2 separate regions of the Zea mays genome follow, and region 2 is linked to region 1. A link is a contact called in public Hi-C data. All regions are on one chromosome and are shown on one strand. Each heading gives the region's core, a stretch centred on a gene start, on an enhancer-like site or on the middle of the called end of the contact. The rest is flanking DNA. Distances are from core to core; before and after follow the strand shown.

Region 1 (3,605 bases), core at 602-3,101:
TGCGATCAAGGTCGCTAGTTTGTGCTTTATCCGGTGAGCTCGCCGGTGGGGTCAGGGCGCCGCCGCTTGGATCGATTGGGAGGTAGGAGGATGACGGGCGCAGACCATAAGATCTCGAATGGGCGATCATGATTTGAGACAAGGGTAGCCGAACATGATCCATTGATTCGTGGGAGAACAACTCAGATTAGATCGTGGAGATATCCCTTTGACGTTTTAATCAAAACCACCAATATGGAAATCGAAGCCAGCAGATATATCTAAGCGTGTAAGGTTGTGGGTCGTCGATCCAAGACCCCACAAGTGAGATTGCGTACCGGTTCGTTTAACACGCGATCTAATCGGAACCGCAGACCGTTGATCCAACGACTCATGATACTTGATACCCTTTCGGTCGATACAACTTTGCTAAAGAGTTCATGCGGAGTTGCCTAATCAACCCGCCATCCATAAACAGTTAGAAGAATTTAATTTAGGTCCCCAAAAACTTGCAGTTTGACCCCTTAGCTCCTATGGAATAGTATCCACCGTCCATACAGAATAAAAAGGATTATATAAAATAAATAAAGTTTATTATTATTAGTGCAAGAATTAATATCAAAACAATCTAAAAACTTAGAAAATCCATAACTAATTCATTTTAGCTTCGTTTTTAGTGGTTCTCGTCTACGATCTCAAAGCGACACATAGAATATTTTGTTATTGTGTTTCGGTGTAATGTTATCATATCCATTATTTGTTCATTTGTTTGTATTTGTACGAATATAAGTGAGGTCGCGAGGAACCTAAAGCTCAACTTGGAGAAGTACCTGAAGTTTGCACCAAAAAGACAAGTTGTGCCATTGAACACTTTCTTTACCTAATAATGTTTATGTTACCGTGATCCAACCACATCCTCTCCAATCCACCCTGCAGCACCCGCTCGCTTCCCTCGCCGGCTCAAACGCAGCAACCACCGCGCCGCTCAGCATTAGCAGCACTGCGCCCGCCCACGCCCCCACTCGCAGGAACAAGCCCCACTGGACACACGTGTCGTTCGCCCAAGTCTCTATGGACCCATATAAATACATCGACTATGATGACTGAGAGGAGGGGAGGTTCGCCGGGTGACATCTGGATTATCGCTAATGATATTTTATGATTGTAATGAGATATATGAGAAGAATTTATTGGTACGTGTGCGGAAGATGAAAAATTAGAAAATAAACAAAACAACATAGAAATTTAGAGGACCGCTCCGGATAGGCTCAGCCAAATGTACGTAGCGGCGGCCACGGCGGGCGGCTCTAGATGCCCAGACGACCCGTCCCGTCCGTCGGTCGGTCGGTCGGCCCCTCCTCCAGTCCGCCGCTGCGCTGCATGGCGCGCACTGGCACTACGCACTAGTACACAGGCAGGCGTCACGTCCCGTCGTGTCGGCACGGCACGGCACCGCCTCGTGGCTGGGGGCGCTGGCCGCTGGGCAGTGGGCCGGTAATAAAAAGTAAAAACCGTCAACGGCCGTCCCGCCGAGCAAGAGCATGGCTGCTGCACCGCACTTGCACTTGCAGTCTGTGCATGGGATGATGGGTGGGCAGGCAGGAATCCTCGTACCGCGAGCGAGACACACGGAGACGAAGGTGTGGGATGGCTGCTTCAGCTGCTGTTTCAAAGATGATCACAGCGTGTGCGTAAGGTGTACCAAAGCGTCCACTTGCGACGCTTTCTCCAAAACAACCCACATGGATCCTGGTTTACTTCTTGGAGGAAGAGGATCCAGCCAGTCAAAGCTCAAAACCTTCCAAAGCCACACACTACAGATTCATCTTCAGGTAAAATATATAAAGAGGGGATAAAGGGGGAAGAGATAGATATAGATCTAACCTTTTTTCCAGATATTTTTTTTACTGTCCCTCCCTCTCTCTCACTCTCTTTGCTATTCTCGGCTCCCCCGTAAACCAAAAGGGGGAAAATAGAGAGAGAAGGGGAACGAAAGCAAGCAAGGAGCACCGCACCACGCCACTCCAGTACTCCACTCCACTCTCGTCCCCTCCTCGATCCAGCCATGGCGGCCTAGCCCCCCCCCCTCCCCTAGGGTTCTCTGCCAGCCCCCACCCACCCAGGCGCCTCTTGCCGCTCCCACCCGGTGGTCGCGCTGCCCGCGTCGAATGGGAGGCCACCCGGCGCTCGGAGTCGGGCGTGACCGCGCGCTGCCGGAGGTTCCCTGAGCTCGGCGGCGGCGGGAGCGTGGCTGGTCCGGAGCGCGCCGCGCGTGCAATGGGAGGTTCGAGTGGGGTTCCTGCGAGCCGCCGCGGCGGTCTCGGTTCTGCGAGCGCGTGGCCCATGCTTCGCGAAGGGTAGGGTTGTCTGTCTGTCTAGCTAGCTGCTAGCTGCTTGGTCTGATGAGCTCAGCTCCGGCGCCCCGCCTCGGCTTCCCCGCGCGCTTGCTCCGTCGGCTGCCCAGAACCCAGCTTGCCCGCTCCGGCGCTTCTCTTCGCTTCTTCGGGGAAAGGTTGGAGCTTTGAGGTGGTGCGGGTGCTCAGCCGAGGACTCCGGGCGATGACGCCCGCAGTGGCGCGCGTTTGCCGCGACAGTCCTGGGTTCGGGTAGCGAGTTCCTCGAGCGGATTTGGCTGCTGCTGCGTCCTGCGTGGGAAGGGGAGGCGGCGGCGGCGGCAGCAGCAGAGGAAGGGGAACGGTTGCTCTGAAGCGGAGGGGGAGCGGGCTGACATTGCTTCTGGGAGCATGGCGAGCTTCTAAGGACGCGCAGCTCCCGCAGCCCAGCCATTCTCATCGCCGCACCTTGGTGTTCTTGCCCCCAGGTCGTACTGGTTGGTGGGAGGGAACATGAACCTCTCCCCGCCCAAGATGTCGGAGCCATCACCTGAAAGTGACGGTACATCTCGCATCACGGTTTCAGCATTGATTCGGTCCAGAACTTCTCAGCTTGGGTTACTCTCGGCATGGTTTTGCGGATTATGGGCTGCTGTCATTGTGCAATGTGCATTGATGTTCCCAAACAAATAAGCAAAAATGGCTTGCTCAGTTGCTCTTTGTGTATGCATGATGACATTCGTTCATATTCTTCACTTACTTGCACAACCAAAAGAAAAGTTCGGGCATTGCTCAGCTTCACTCATGGTTCACATGTTCTACATGTTATATTCACTGAACCCCCTCTTGTCTGTAGCCAAGCACGGATAGTAGTCTCACATGAACTCTGCTTTCTGGTGGCTTCCTGTTCCACTCATGTGTGCTTGGCATTTTGCAGGGGAACAAAGGTGTCTGAACTCAGAGCTATGGCATGCATGCGCAGGGCCCCTTGTGTCCCTGCCTGTGGTTGGGAGCCGGGTCGTCTACTTTCCTCAGGGCCATAGTGAGCAGGTCGGTCACTCAGCAGTATCTTTGAATAAACTAGATACGTCCGAGTTTGTTGACTGGAGAGTTGAGACTATCAGGTTTTTGCAGATGAGGAACAAAAAAAAGAATCACTTGAGCTGCTACCCTTCTGATTCTTTACATTGCATACGTTAAATGGATCGACTAAACATAACACTTACGGAAAATTCAACTGAAAAATCACTTTGCCCAACTATACACATAAAGGTTTCCTGTGTTCAGAAAATC
Region 2 (3,605 bases), core at 293-2,792, 230 kb before region 1:
AGCACTCGAGAGAGAACACACCTACATAAAGGATCACTGACCAATACAAAATGATTCTGACAATGTACGTAGGATACCAGGCAATCATAACTACTACGACCAGAACCCAGCATCGCAACCAATGGCAATAGGCAGGAAGCAGAGGCGGATAGAGCTCCTGGGCAGGGCAGGCGTGTGCCCGGGCTCTGGTTTGTGCCGGTGCTGCACATCGAGTAGGTTCGTGCATAGGTGGATCAAGTGATGCCACTTCTGCACGGGATCAAGTGGACATCAACAGCTTGTTGATCTGTCTCCTCGTGGGTCTGCTTCTGATCATGGACTTACGGTCCAGACCTAGGAAAAGACCGTGGCCCAAACGTGACATGCAAATTACGTGACGCTCCCAGCCCAACACTGCTATCGTTTCTCAATTTCTCAATCTAAACTTATGTAATGTGCATTTTTGTTCTTATTAACTAATTATAGTATTGTAGCGTTATTACTTGTTAGTCCGGAAGATTTAGACTGTTCAATATTTTTTTATATTGACATCAAGTGATTGGGACATGAAGCCTTGTTACAAATATGTGACTATCCTCCTCAAATTGTAGACCGAATTAGAAGATCATACATATTGAAGGACCAATCCAGCCTATTATGAATTATGATATATTATCTATCGTTACATCTCGGAATGCAAACCATTTAATATCTTCTATTTTTGTGAACACTTTTTTGTTATCTCTTTATAGTTTATTTTAAATGTTTGCATACGTATTAGGTAATACATTCAGAAAAATATTTGTCGGCGTCAAACAAATTTATGCATGTCATTGTATATATGCAGTTGTTCGTAGTTATTGGTTGGTCATAGACTAGCCTAGGCTCTTTATGAATCCTGGATCCGCAACTGGCAGGAAGCATGGCTAGAAGCTCAGTTGCAACACATGAACTCAGTTGGTCCAGAAACAACCCCTGGAACAGCAGTGTGTCCAAGACAGCCCCTCCCCCTGGAAACACCAGTGTATCCGGGATGCAGGGCATGGGGATCGAGTCGGGGCACTGATTATAGAGAACACCCGTGCAGCCAGCCAGGATGCACCGAAGGCAGATAAAGTGAGCCTGCCCGGCTGCGCCTGCACGCTGGATACTACGAGCCTAATCAGTAATCACATTAGAGGCGGGTGGAGCACTCGAGCGCGCTAAGTAGGGGAGCACCGCAGCAGCGCCACGAAGCGGGCGCGCCTGAGTGACCGGAGGTTATTAGGGTTCTCAATTCAAACTGCCGCAGCAGTGAGGAAGCCCCGCACACCGGAGCAAGCTTGGGTAACTCACCGACATAGGGCGGAACGATCTCGTGGCGGGGACAGGTCTACGCGCCAGTCCAGTTGCAGTAGAGGGCGAGGGCCGGGCCGGGCCGGGCCGGGGACGACGCCTCCCGACGGCGGGGTTAAGGTGGGTGGCGGGGCTGAGCCCCTGCGCGGTGTGGCCCGTCCGTCGCTGGCAGCGAGAACCGCGGCGGCGGTTGGGTAGCGGGCGGGCAAAAAAGGGGAAGTGGGAAAGGAAGGATCGGGAACCCCTACGACCCCCGCACTTGCCCAGATGTGGCTTCTTCTCCATTTTTCCAAAAGAATTTTAGAAATAAAATTGAAATTCGGATGTTATTATTTATCATATTCTAACTTGAATATTATTATAAATATTATCATATACAAATAATTTTAACTAGAATACGAGTATAAATACTACTTTATCCATTCTTTTTATTCTTTTTTATTTGTCATGTTTTAGTTTAAAAATAAACAAATCGACGACAAATATTCGAGAACGAAGGTAATATCAAATATAAATATAATAATATGAATATAAAATAAATAGTTTAAATTTAAGTTTCCATCTTGGAACATAGTGTCGCAATATATAATAATTTTGTTTCATCGACGAATTTATAGTCAATAAAAATTTATATTTCAAGTAAATTATAACTATATTGTATGTATATATATATATATGTTATAAGCATATATGATTAATAAATGAAGATATATTCTTTAGCAATGAAAATAAATACATTAATGCATATAGATATAACGTATTTATTACATAGGTAATCTAATGTGATTATAATTAGTCTTTTAAAATTAAATTAAATTTATCATTGTGTAGTATTCTGAATAATGTACATATTTTTTTCTGGTAGCGTTTTTAAAATTAAAATCATTTGTTGTTAGTGATAATAATACATTTTAAATGGTTTCGTCGATTTTTTTTTTACGAGTATAGATAGTGTTGGATATTCCACGGTTTCGTTGAATACAAATCTATAGTTGGTTAGAGAAAAATATTGAAAGTTGAATTCCCATACATATATTTGATATCTATATTAAAATCGAATGCGAAAATTGACGAGTACCAAGGAACCGAGTATCTTAAGGAGACCTCATCGAGCAACCAGCAAGGCGGGATGGACGACCAAGGCCCCCATCGAACAAACCAGTGAGACGGGACGGACGACCAAGACCTGTCGAGCAACCCAACGAAGCGGGACGGATGGTCAAGTCCCCGCCGAGCAACCCAGCGAGACGGAACGGACGCCTGCGTCTCTGACGACCAAACCCGCAAAAGGAAAGGGCTGACCCGTGTCGGTGTTTGTTACCCGACCGCACACCATGGGGTAACCCTCGTGATGCTTTTAGGGCAGGACGGCGTCGTCGATCATGACTCGATGGTTCGTGCGGTGGCACGACAGGAGAAACACACAAGCTTGTTCAGGTTCGGGCCGCGCGAGAGGCGTAACACCCTACGTCCTGTGATGGTTTTGGTATTGGGATGAGATTACAAGTTGTGGACTTTGAGAATGGTGGGCTAAGGTGAGATGAAAATGGTAGGGGTACCTCTTGGCCTTATATACACGACCAATGATATCTATCCCCGCACAGATGACAAAAGTAATCCATTCGCCTATCTCCCGGTTTGTAGTGAACCGTCCTCCTACATCTTGGGAAATTCCTGCGCTCATCCGCCCGAGTTATCGCTGGAGGCTCAACCTGTCGGGTGGGCACAACCGTCACGCCCGACATACTCGTGCTCTCGTGGCGCCTAACTCGGACGTGGGCCTTTGTTGTATCAGAATGGGCTTGCTTTGCTTGGTTACTCTCGGTCGGCCCACCGTAGGACACCCTAAGGGTGTCTGCTAGGTGGCCCCGGACGTGTTTCCATACGCATGTGGACCCGGGGGATATCCATCCCCACAAGCCCCCGAGCTTTGGATTGATTTTGAGTAATCAAATCAAAGGTCATTACTGAGCGCTTTTGGGTTTGGCGTTCTTCCCTAGGCTTCCCTGAGTCCATTGGGTGCACCTGGGTGTAGCCCCCGAGATTTAAATTGATTTTGAGTAATCGACTCAAAAGAGTTTATTGTTCGCTTTTAAGTTTAGCGTTCTTCCCTGGGCTTCCCTGAGTCCGTTGGGTGCACCGAAGGTGCACCCAATGGGTGTAGCCTCCGAGCTTTGAATTGATTTTGAGTAATCAACTCAAAGGCCATTATTGTTTGCTTTTGAGTTTAGTATTCTTCCCTGGGCTTTCCTGAGTCTGTTGGGTGCACCGAAGATGCACCCAATGGATGT

What was found. Hi-C and Micro-C count contacts between places; a contact is called where the count stands out from the background.
Region 2: a Hi-C map of ear shows a contact between it and region 1, with 2.6 times the contacts expected there. The contact joins the promoter of LOC100193821 here to the promoter of LOC103640601 in region 1. A contact is called at or near these places in 7 of 25 Hi-C or Micro-C datasets (ear, endosperm, leaf and 2 more).

What each region holds. Positions count from the first base shown.
Region 1 is chr1:177,510,174-177,513,778 of Zm-B73-REFERENCE-NAM-5.0, reverse strand. It overlaps LOC103640601 (auxin response factor 25), which reads left to right and starts at 1,851. Exons shown (of 14, transcript XM_008663839.2): 1 at 1,851-2,874; 2 at 3,250-3,362. The coding sequence starts at 2,826.
Region 2 is chr1:177,735,491-177,739,095 of Zm-B73-REFERENCE-NAM-5.0, reverse strand. It overlaps LOC100193821, which reads right to left and starts at 1,542. Exons shown (of 6, transcript NM_001367039.1): 1 at 1,315-1,542.